3 separate regions of the Zea mays genome follow, and all the other regions are linked to region 3. Evidence: chromatin contacts called from public Hi-C data. All regions are on one chromosome and are shown on one strand. The core of a region is the stretch at or near the end of the contact, and the rest is flanking DNA. Distances in the headings are between cores, read along the strand shown.

Evidence for each region. A called contact is a pair of places that touch in the nucleus more often than the background predicts.
Region 1: a contact with region 3 is called in a Hi-C map of leaf, with 6 times the contacts expected there. The contact joins the promoter of LOC100285926 here to the promoter of LOC100283349 in region 3. A contact is called at or near these places in 2 of 25 Hi-C or Micro-C datasets (leaf and tassel).
Region 2: a Hi-C map of ear shows a contact between it and region 3, with 3 times the contacts expected there. The contact joins the promoter of LOC103629948 here to the promoter of LOC100283349 in region 3. A contact is called at or near these places in 7 of 25 Hi-C or Micro-C datasets (ear, endosperm, leaf and 3 more).

What each region holds. Positions count from the first base shown.
Region 1 is chr6:125,417,777-125,421,878 of Zm-B73-REFERENCE-NAM-5.0, forward strand. It overlaps LOC100285926 (TMV response-related protein), which reads right to left and starts at 1,335. Exons shown (of 1, transcript NM_001158815.2): 1 at 1-1,335. The coding sequence starts at 1,134. The coding sequence ends at 229. It overlaps LOC100277897, which reads left to right and starts at 2,548. Exons shown (of 8, transcript NM_001151346.2): 1 at 2,548-2,867; 2 at 2,989-3,190; 3 at 3,436-3,545. The coding sequence starts at 2,649.
Region 2 is chr6:125,021,136-125,025,239 of Zm-B73-REFERENCE-NAM-5.0, forward strand. It overlaps LOC103629948 (clumping factor A), which reads right to left and starts at 1,803. Exons shown (of 5, transcript XM_008651048.3): 1 at 1,383-1,803. The coding sequence starts at 1,523. It also overlaps the pseudogene LOC111589709.
Region 3 is chr6:125,269,242-125,273,096 of Zm-B73-REFERENCE-NAM-5.0, forward strand. LOC100283349 (chaperone protein dnaJ 16) reads right to left here and starts at 2,300. Exons shown (of 11, transcript NM_001156250.2): 1 at 1,740-2,300; 2 at 1,274-1,397; 3 at 1,119-1,201; 4 at 914-1,025; 5 at 734-838. The coding sequence starts at 1,909. It overlaps LOC107275233, which reads right to left. Exons shown (of 5, transcript NM_001320505.1): 5 at 3,452-3,827.

The DNA of each region.
Region 1 (4,102 bases), core at 85-2,584, 150 kb after region 3:
TATCTGAAGTTCTGAACCCAACAAATTACAATATTTCACAGATATAAACTCTATGCAGATCAAACTAAGCAAGATTTCTTTCCACATATTAACCAAATATCAGAAAGTGAAACCCATATTAAAATGATGTACCAAAACACACAAACATGAAGCCCCAGTGTGCCAGCTCTGTCGACACCCTCCTCCACTTGGCTAATCGACAGAAGAACAGCCCAGATTTCATCTCCGTCACTTGGAACCTGGTTCGTGCAGTGGGATCTCGTCATGGGACTCCCCGCCATTTGCCACTGGAGCTGCTGTAGAGGTGATCACTTCCTCTTCCTTCTCCTCATCCGAATCCAGTGTGAACTGTGACATCATCGGCATCCCCTCCATCTGGACCTCCTTGTCCAGAGCACTGTACCCGCTCGGAGGTCGGTTTGACCTGGATAGGACTGCTGCGTAAGCGGCCGCGCCGGCGATCACAAGCAGTGCGAGGTGTCCGTTGAACTGCAGCGTGGCGACGGACCGCGCGCGGTGGTAATCCTCGTGGGTGCGGCACTTAATGGTGTAGTCAGCGCGGCTGGCGGCGTGGAGCGCACAGCCCTGCGCGATGGCGCTGGTGAAGAAGGAGAAGCCCATCTGCAGCATCCACGTACCCTGCAGCGCCAGGCCCGCCGCGCGGGCGATCCGCGGCGCGGGCTCCCCTGGCCGGTGCGCGGCGAGCAGCGTGGCGCCGAGGCAGAGCGCAATGGGGACGAGGAGCAGGTCGAAGTACCGGTTCTCGATCCCAGCCGCGGTGGAGGGGCGGCGGTGCGCGAAGAGAAGCAGCTCCTGCGCGAAGGCGGCGGCGAGGAGGAGATCGAGGAGGGGGGAGGGCAGCGGCGCCGCGAGCGGCGCGAAGGGTGCGAGGGAATAGAGGAGGAAGAGGGCCGAGGCGGCGAGCGTGGGGAGCGAGAGGTGGTGCGCGGAGACGAGAGCGGAGATGAGGCAGAGCGCGGAGACGGCCGCGGCGAGGAGATGGCGGAGGTGCAGCGGCGTGGTGAGGCGGCGTGGGAGGGACCGGAGCGGCGGGACGCGGAGGGGCAGTGACTCGAGCGCGGCGAGGGCCAGGAGGCCTAGACCGAGGCCCGAGTAGGCGACCAGACCCGGCATGGTGCGAAGGGTGTGAGCTAGCCGCGCGCCGGGCTGCTTGTCTGTCGTGGTTGCTGCCGGCGCGGGAGGGTGCTGCGGGGCGGCGGATCTGAGCGCCGGCAGGGGAGGTAGGCGAAGGGGGTGGCCCGGCTGGCGACTTGTGCAAGTCGCTTCCGGGTGGGCCCACCCGTTAGTTGCTCTTGCTCGTGGTTGTCCAAATGTGGCGATCTCGATTTATTTTTAGGTCTTTATTTGACTTTCTATTTACTTTTTCATAAAAATTACACTATATATATATATAACATCTCACTCTAACAGATTATTTATCTAGTTTTGCTAGTTAGGTGTCTAGCTAAATTTTACTAGTGAGAAAACTAATTTAAAGAGTCATACAGCTCGGCGAGTCAGATAGCTAGTATGTTAAAGAATTATTTTGCTGTTGAATAGCCAAAATTTGGCTTGACGAGCCATTTAACTAGTCTCTTGGAGATGCTCTAAGGGCATCACAAGACACAACTAAGAGTCTAAGAGCATCTTCAATAGGTTAGCTAAATAGTTTGTCAAGCTAAATTTTAGTTATTTAATATCAAAATAAATCTCCAACAAGCTAGCCATTTAACTTGTTAAATTATCCGGCTCTTTAAATTGACTCACTCACTAGCCAAATTTAGCTAGCAACTCTCGCAAATCAAACTAACTTGCATGTCGGAGAGTCTGTTGAAATTAGATGTTATATAGAGTTTAATCTTTATGGAGACAAATAAAGGGTTAAATAAAGAGACAAAATAAAGAGTATCTTGTAGATGCTCTAAGAGACTCAATTATACACTGGAGTGTTTATAAATGTAGTTCACTAATAAAAACAGAAGTAAATGCGTCTGTATAGCGTTGGATCGATAAAACAGACAAATTCGTACAATAGGAGTGAGACATCTGTTGCTACTTGATTTACGAGACAGAGACGTCTCTTCACGAATAACAATTCCACCGCGAGTTTTTTTGTGCAAAAATCTCTTTAGACACCTTAATAGGGTGTTTGATTTGAGGAAGAATCCAGTCCATCATCTTCTCACTCCTTACGTTTTTGATTTATGGAATAAAATAAGTTGATCTATCACCATCTCATTCATCATAGTTAGTTAGTTAGTAATAACATTAGGAATTGGATCATCCTACCAAATTTGAGGAATAAAATAATGATGCATTACCTTATCTTGGATGGAGTGATTCTTTAAACCAAAACCCTAAACCAAACACCCCTAAAAGTCTCTGTATTAAATATTACTGTACATACAGACGAGACATAAGAACCGAGTCGAGAGAAGAGATAAATGGAAGCCAGAGAGCAGAAACAAAGCGTTTAGCTGCGACTTGATGCGACTTAATTCGCCTGCGGGGCGTCTGATAAACCTTGTGAGCAATACGCTTCTATGTAAAAACAGTATCCACACTAATCCACATCACAAACCCCATCCCAATTCCCAGGCCCCGCCGCGTGCTTGTGGCCGCCGCCGCCGCCGCCGCGAGAGAGAGAGATGTCGCTCTGCTGCTGCTGCAGCACCGCCACCGGCCGCGGCGTTCTCCTCCCTAGCCTCCTCCTCGGCCGACGCCACTGGACGGGTCACCACCTCCTCAACCTCCGGGCCACCACGACCGTCGTATCCTCCTCCTCCGCGGCCGCCACCTCCTCCCTCTCGCCGCCGCAGCAGCGCCAGATCACCGTCTACGTGGACACTCTCCTTGAATGGAACCAGGTCAGTGACCCGAATCCCTGAGCTCCTCGGCTATCACATCTGACATTCCTAGGCACGGAATGTTTCCCACGGCGACGCGCTGCCCTGCGTGTGCCCCTCTCACTCTCTCGAATATGTTCAGAGAATGAACCTCACCGCCGTCACCGACGAGGCCGAGGTCATGGCGCGCCACGTGGCCGACTCTCTCGCCATGCTGCCCCCGCTGGAGCGTGTGTACCGCGGCCGTTCCACCTCCGCTGGTGGCGCTATCGACGGAGTCAGGCTTATTGACGTCGGCTCTGGCGCTGGGCTCCCGGGTCTGATCCTTGCCGTTGCGCGGCCGAGTAAACACCCCACTTTTCCATTTTAGGGCTTGTTCGGCTATTCCCAATACACATATGGATTGGATGGGATTAGAAAAAATTAAGAAGAAGTTTGACTTGTTTGGGATTCAAACTCATCCAATCCCACTCAATCCACATGGATTGAGAGCTAACCGAACAAGCCCTTATTAGTTTGTGATGTGGCTGGGAAAACGATTCGTGGCTGATTTGGCTATTGCAATCTCGAGTTGTTTTCACGGTTTCAGGCTGGAAGTTTACGCTGTTGGAGTCGATGCGGAAGCGGTGCACGTTCTTGGAGCATGCTGTTGAAGCCATGAACTTGTCAAATGTGGATGTGGTGTGTGACCGAGCTGAGGTAAGATGGTTTTTAGCTTAGCATATGCTATTATGCTGTGAAATACTATTCTTATTAGTCTGTCAAATCAGGGACGGAGTTGGTGATTCATCATGCCTAGGACCACTATATAAGCGCCCAAATAACCCATAATGGGCTACATACCTACAGTCCATATAAAAGGAAGGATAAAATGCATAGTGTAGAATATATCTCAGTTCCATGTTTGATTTCTTAGCTTTCTGTGACCTTAATCCTAGTTCCTAGCCATTAGAACTATAGAATAGGGAGTATAACTTCGGAGTTGGAAGTTCGCCGTATGGAGGTCAGAGTCCGGTGTCGATGACGATGGTGGCTCTGGTATAGCAGAGGTGGTGGCCTTCCCTTCATTAGCCGCATAGAGATTAGATCGGATCTCGATGTGTGTGGGTGGGGGCAGTGGCGAAGCTAGAGGGAATCAGAGGAGGGTGCACATGCCTTGAGGGTAAATGGTAATATCTTGTAGATGGTGCATATATGGTGAAAATCTAGTTTGTTTCACTAGTTTTTATAAATTTTCGTGGGTGCATGTGCACCCA
Region 2 (4,104 bases), core at 553-3,052, 250 kb before region 3:
GTAACACAAAAATAAGTGGTTGGGGTCGAGATTTTACTAGGCATGTGATTTTTGTTTCTACTATGGGTGTATGAGGGTGATCTGTATGGTGCTCTACTCCACCTCTCTTTTTTTCTTCTTAATATATTGATATGCGGCTATCTTGCGTGTTCAAGAAAAAATGATGCACAAACAAAAACCAGAACGCTGAACTCCCCACTTTACGAAGAACAAAAGTTCTTCAAGAATCTAGACCGCTTTTCCAGTAGATAAAAAAAAATCTTCAAACATGTCTCAATTCTTGCGCTTTGTGATTTATACCCATCTCACTGTCAAGAACTAGTATTAGTCTGGTAAGGTTTCAGTTTCACACATGTAGCTTTGGCTGCAAATAAGAAAAGATAGCACGGATGCCCAATAGTATGACTGTAGCACAAGAGATTCACAATGATCATTATTGCTCTCAGCAAAATTAAAAATCTATGAATTAAGGTACAGGTGTACCAAACAACGTGTTCTCAAGAAATAATGAAAGCATGACTGATCGGGTACCAAAACTACATCCATATGGGAAAGGCATTTGTCTTGCACTGCATTATTACATGATTAGATGTCAACTGCCTACGAGAATTATGACAGCTATGCCATGTGCAAGGGAAAGCAAGTACAAAGAGATCATGATATAGCAAGACACTGTTAAAAGTGACAGATATGCCACATCAGTAGCCTATGGAGATGAATTCCTCAAAAAGGTAAATGCATATTATATTAATAGAAGGACAGAAATATTTAGATAATGACATTATTTCACACTCCTACATTATCATAAAAAAGTTAAGATCAATTGTCATTAGGCACTCATCCAACCACAAGGGAACAGCTGAAGAGGTAAACATGCGCTCAACTAATCAGTTAGCACACGCACTTTGCCAGGTGGTTGCAAGAGAAAAGTTCACTGATGGCGCACCCTTGCTGAGATGAAACAGCAAATTTTTGTACCCTGTGTACTCCCTATTTACGACTTGTTCTTGTACCCAGTTCGCTGTGAAGCAAGAACCAGTACAAATTCAACGCGCAACAAGTAATAATCGTGCACAATCGCAGACGACATGATCATGCAACCTAACTGACAAACCAGACCAGACCAAGAAAGTACATCAACTGAAGCAGTAGCCAAGCAATTCGAAGCAAGGACAACAAAGCAAGACAAGACAGCCCAGCTACTCTGAGTTCAGTGGCGCTCGCAATAATAGGCCGATTCACAAAAGCACCAGGTAACCGTGCGACCCATCCTACGCTTGAACTTTTGCTCCGTAACAAGACTGTGCTCAACAACGCCCCAAGAGTCCATGCGCAAGCAGGGGGGAGGAAACGAAGGGAGGGGAGGGGGGTAAGAGAGAGACCTGGAGTGTGCTCTTGCAGTGGTGGCACCGGAAGCAGGGGCGGTGATAGACGCGGCCGTCGGCGGCAAGCTCCTCGACGGGGTACACCCTCCGGCCGCACGACGCGCACTTCTGCGTGGTGCCGCCCCACGCCCCCGACATCCCCTTGCTGTCGCCGCCCTCCTGCTCCGTCGTGCTCGCGATAGAGAAGCGAAGGATCGGGGAGGGAGAAGAAGAGAGGGGGGAAGAAAGAGGCGACGGCGATGGATGGGGTGGATGATTGGCGAGTGTGGAAATGGAAGGAGAGGGCAGCACAGCTCAGGCGGGCCTGTGGTGCAGGGAGAGAGGCGTGGGACTGGGAGAATAGCGGAAGCGCGGACGGCGAGTTGGTGCGGTCTGAGGTGTGCACTCCCGCCTGCTTTTGTCAAAAGAGATCGGAATTGCTACGGGCACAACGCAGGCCACCTACAGGGATTTTAGGGATACTCCAATGCCCGTACGTTTGTTAATGGCACAACACGCGAGGAACTAGTGGCAAAGCAGTGTAATGGTCTCTCCACACAAAAAAAATAAAATTAAAGTAGGCCTTGGTATATGACTCACATACTAGATCTTAAACTATAGATATTGCACTTTAGCTTAGCCAAAACGTCGAGAAATATATGAGTTAAAAAGAAGGCATGTTTCTTTTTTTATAACTAAGTTAGACGCTCGTCCACCTTCAGCTAGTGATATAATACTATCCGGGAGCGTTGTGTTACATGTGTCTTCATGTTGTGTTGGAATTGACTGTTTTCTCACGACCGAGATAACGGCTCACGTCACTTTACAATGCATGATGACGGTGGACCGCGGGTTAGGTTAGAAAGGTATAAGAACTTTATAAAAAGGCGACAGTGGAAACTAGGGAAACTAGTGCTTTACAGGAGTTTTAAGGATTTTAGGGATACTGTGGTACAATATTTGTGCATTGTGACGGTATGCTAATTATAGTGTAAGAGTTGTATGACGCCTGAGAGATCTAGTGGCAAGGCAGTATGATGGACATTTCCCACAAAAATAAATTAAAAATCAAAGTGAATCCTTCCCATAAAAATAAATTTAAAATTAAAGTTGGCATCTGACCCACATATCAGATATTAAAACGACAAATAATATACTTTATCTAAGCCAAAAGGCTAAGAAAGATATAAGTTGAAAAGGTGACCTGCCCCTTTTAATAGTTCACTCGGTCGCTCGTCCTTCTACAGCTAGCTATCCGAGAGTGTTGTGATGCGTGTGGCTTCGTATCCATATTGAGTTTGAATGTTTTCTCATGTCCCATTTAGGTAGTAACAGTCTGGTTAGTAGGCGAGACGTGAGTAAGAAAATCAGATCCACTCTACGTGGCTCGCGCGTGACGTACAACGTCAAAACTCGTGCTTTAAAGGAATAACATATAGATTTTGAAAGAAAAAAAGGTCAAACAAAAACCTTTATTTCAAAGCGTGATCATTAAAGTGGACCCGGACTCCGTAATATTGCTAGACATAAATTGTTCAGATTTATATAAGTCTGCATCATATATGAGACATTATGAGGTGTAAAGCAGTTTAATATTAAATATTGTAGATATGGATATAAATAGAGATAGATAGATATTATATATACAAAGGGAGACTCGCTGCAGTCACAAAGGAGCTTTTTAGAGTGTTTGGCACTGGTGCATATCTTGCCTTCAGGTGCATTTTCCTGTGCGCTTGTAGCATTACCATACCACACCACACCCATCGATATGATTAGCGCTTGTTCCGTTCCATGCCCCCTGAACCTATCACAAGCATCCTCCCTTCCGGATGACACGTCGGACCCACCTTACAGCACCCACATGTCAAAACAACAAGCGGGAGAGCGGTGGACACGAACCTGTGGCCGTACTTGTTTCTTTCTCCATTCCATCCGAGCTCACAGCGCAGTCAGTGGGCCTGCGACGATCTTTTTCTGCCGTCCCCTCCCCCACCCGGCGGCCGGCTGGTGCACCGCGTCGACATTTTTTCTCCCAGTCCCCAGGTCCCAGCACATCGACGCCCAACCAATGGCGAGGCCTCCCGCGCTGGCACGCTCGCCGCTTCTCTATCCGGCCGGCGGGCCTGCAGTGGCCCGCCAACCGCCATGGTTTGGAGTTGGACTTTGGAGGCACCAGCAATCCCATCTTCCGTCCTTGCTCTCCTCTTCGACATCAGGAATTCGGGATTCCGGACAACCTTTTGACGTGGGGTGTGGGTGTGGACTGTGGAGCCGTGGATCGGAGCAGCGTCCGTCCGTCCGTCCGTGCTGCCTGTAAAGCGCAGAGGCTGTTCTGTTTTTCGGGGTCGCTGGTGCCCGTCGCCGCGATGGACGGATATTCGGCTGGTGGGCGACAGCCTTTTGTTGCAGATTCTGCTGGCTACTGCTGGTGCTGGGATGGGTGCCGCAAGTGAGAGCAATCATGCTGCTCAGCTGGTTGCACGGTTCGTGCTCGCACGAGCGCGCCAACCATGGATCCCTCGTTTTCATATTCTATTTCACATTTTAAAATTCAATTTATAAATAGTCTAGTCTATAATAAAAAACAATATTTTGTACGATCATGTACACAATGTGCTGAGACATCCTTATTCGGTGATGCGTCGATATGCCATCAGCGGCCTCTCATGGGGGCGTTCTAACCCTCGTGCCCCTGTCCAGATTGCTGGGGCCAATGGTTTAAACCTTTACTAGAGCA
Region 3 (3,855 bases), core at 1,050-3,549:
CCTCTAGAGGTCTTTGTTGGATATGTCCAAACCATCCCAGCCGGTGTTGGACAAGTTTTTTTTAAAATTGATGCTACCCCTGGCTTATCAAGTATATTATAGTTCTGGACTCAATATCTTCTTATATGTCCACAAATCCAATGCAACATATGCATTTCGGTAACACTTAAAATTTCCGTATCATTCAGATCTGTTGAGACACATAGATTCCAAATATAATCCAATGCAAGCCCTGCATTTCATTTTAAATATGGTTCTACAGGGGAAAATAGAACATCAAACCCAGCCTCTCTATGCAACGCCATTTAAAATCCCTCTATTTCAAAGGCGTCCACTAGGATTCCAGGTGGACCCAGCACTCGCCTGGACACCTTTGAAACCATGAAAATTTCCAAACCATTTTAAGCACCTGCTACAAGAAATTAAGATGCATTTGGTTTTGAATGCAGAACGAGTTGTTGACCTAGTATTCAATGATATATCAGCTACATTTTAGACATAAACATCAAATGTAGTATGTAGCTGGGAACCTGTGTGGAACTGGAAGCTAGATTGTTAGTATCACAGTTCACAAATATGAAACATTCAAAGCTAACCAAACAGAGGACAACAAAAATACAAGGCACAGAATCAATAAAAAGAATACTAGAAAAGGTAGATAAAAATACCAAAACACCAAGACCACAAGAAATGTACTTAAATAGTGCAGATAAATTAAGAAACAGTTACAAACCTTGAATTTGCTTTTATCGTTTGAGTGAACACGACAAACTAGCCCCATTTTAGCTTGTTTTTCAGTTATATCCACAGAATAGAAATGGGCCGATTGCTTTTCCACCTGGCCACATGTGACAATCAATTATTTAATTATTAAAAAGGAAAAAAGGAACATTGCAAACGACTGGCTGCCAACCTTTCTCTGCACTGAGTTTCCTAGCTGGAGTTGAGAAACCATAACCGAACCATTCAATGCCTCCTCTAAAACTGTAGCTGAAACAGTTGTTTTAATTGGCACACCAAGCTTACTGCATGTATCGTGCACGCACACAAAGTGTCACACAACAGCACTGCAAACTAGCAAAGATTTGAAAAAATATTGCATCATTTACAAGCTTTACCTAAAAAGAGCTGCAAACACCGTGTTTACAGTGTTGAGACTCGACAAGTCCAGCTCCAGTTCCTGACTATCAGATTCGATTGCCTGAAGAAAATGCAAATGTTATAAAATAATAAAGTAAGGGGACATAATACACCAATTATCTGTGTGAATTACATCAAATCCTGATGTATCGTACTGCCGCCTCTTATCGGGATCTGACAGGATGTTATAGGAGAATGTGACTTCCTGGAACCTGTCTGATGCAACAGGGTCATCGCCATTCTTGTCCGGATGGTACCTGCCGCAATTCACCAGAAGGAAACACCATAATGAGTGCTATCCTAAACCAGGCTACCGTTAGGCAGCCCAATGTTCAGACAAAAAATGGCTCGCAAGTCACAAAGAGGAAGGGGAAACCAAGGGTGCTCAAACATAATTGGAAACCTCACCAAAAAAGTGCACACGCAACATATGTGACAGAATTCGCCAAAACTGAGCCTGTTTTGGCACAAAATTTCACCAAACGAGGGAGAGGGGCGGGGGCGGGGGGGGATGGGAGAGAGAGACAAGAAAAGCAGCACAAGTATAGGTGCGAAGGTCGGGAGGCGATTGAATCTGAGCGGAGAGGTGGCGGCCTTACTTGAGCGCCATGCGTCGGAACGCACTCTTGATCTCCTGGTCGGTGGCGGTGCGGCCCACCCCGAGCACCTCGTACGGGTCCCTCCTCTGCGCCGCTCCACCCGCTGCCGCCGCTGCGGAGGCGGAGTCGCCCTTCTCCGACTTGAACGACCCGAACCTCGACCCCGCCATGGCCGCCCCTCCTACTTCTCAGCAGGCTGAAGCAATCGACCACCGAAACTGAAACTCACGGCACAACAGCCAACGCGCTTCCGGATCTTGCCGCGGTGGGGCGTCCAAAATCACGGACTCCCGCCCGCGGCGGCTGCAACGGAGCCTACAGCAGCCTCATGAACCTCCTCCCCTCGCCCGAACGGAGCCGCGAGCTCTCAACTAGTCGTTGAGACCGAGGGACTCCGAAGTCAGAACGGGAGGCCACGCGAGGTGAGGACGTGAGGTGGCCGGCGAGATTGAAGAGGCTACGGAGGTGCGGTGGGGGAGGTGACAGATTAGGTGTACCTCGTGGCGGGGCCCGGGCGCAGTGGGCGTTGGTGGCAGGCACCGGCGTGCTGGGCGGCCCGGGCCTCTCGAGCAGTGCGGGGCTGCGGGCTCGGAGCCGGAGGTTGTGTTGTGTGGCATTGTGGCGTTAGCCGGTAGACCCCTTGCTGCCATGCACGTGAATGGCAGTTGGGCCACTGTTTTGTGGGGCTCGTATGTCAGTATCTAGAACTAGCGGACAACTTTGTAGCAGCTGCTGTTGTCTTCTCTAGTCTGCGGCCTGCGGGCGGGGCCAAGATGGCTGATGGATGGTGACAGGTGGGCCCGAAGTACTTGGATTTAGCGAGTGGGCCCCCACAGGCAGCGACAACACCCACCAAATTTGCGATCGTATGATATGATGTTTTTGTTTACGTGGAGTGTAATTCAGTATAAGCAATCAGGAGATTGCCATTGGCCATTGCAGCTCTTTGTTTATCTTTGCCGTTGTCTGCACCTGCCCGGTTGCATCGTACCTGACCTGAATTTCACGACGAACAGTCGAACAGAGAGGAGGGAGCAACACAAAAAGGAAAGAATCCTTCATAAGAACATGAAAATAAAATAGAGTAAAGCACAAGCACCCTGTGTAGTTTCATTTACTTATATTTTCGAAATATTTTTAAAGAATTCGAAATGATAGAGCTGCTGTAAAATATGCGTTAGCTATGAAAAGGCTATAACATATTTAGTTGAAACTAGAATAGAATTTCTATTTTTATCTCTCTTCAGAAGACTATAAAAATAGTTCTTTATTTTGTTTATTTTAAAAAGGAAAAGGCCAAAAAGAGGGTCTGAGATGCTTTTAAAAATATACTACGAAAAAGCAGTTGCTTCTAAAAAAGCAAGCTCCAAAAACAGCCGCTTTGCTTGGGCATAAACAACCCTGCAAACTCAACCAATCAGGGCCTAACAGCACTTTCTTCTGTCCTTTTCTCTTTTTGTTCTGTTGATGCTAATGTTCAACACTCGAAGCAAAGATGGTAGCACTTGATCATGATTCATGAGTGTCTGAAGATGCACCCTAAAATCGGTTACTACTACCCAGAGAAAGGTCAAAATGGTAGAGTTTCACGCTAGTATTCATCTCATTCCACATGTATTGAGTTGGACTATGATGTAAATTAGTTTAATTTACACCTCAATCAACTTTAATAAACGTGGATTGAGGTGAATACTAGAGTACTCAAACAAGGCTTAACAGAAGGCTCTCAGGTTTAACATATGAGAATCCGTTTCATTACAACCGAACCAAACTTGAAGCTGCAACCGATGGTGATGGTAGTTAAACTTCATGTGAGCATGAAGCAAGCCGCCGGCCACTTAGATCGCATGCCAGCATGGTATGGTACATTGCTCTGCTTCAATCCAAAGCATTTGCAACAAATGCGCATCAAGGATCCACAAGTCCTCCATCCAAAGCTCCCAGGTTTACACAGTTGAACTCAAGTGCAGACGTCCTTTTCAAACAAGTGGGGCGGTAGCATTCAGCTAAGTTTGCACCGATTGTGATAAAGCATTTGCCGAATCAAACACAGCAGAGCCTTTTGAACGCCCCCAGCTACTGCCTGCTCTGGAAATCACAAGAAATAACGTGCATT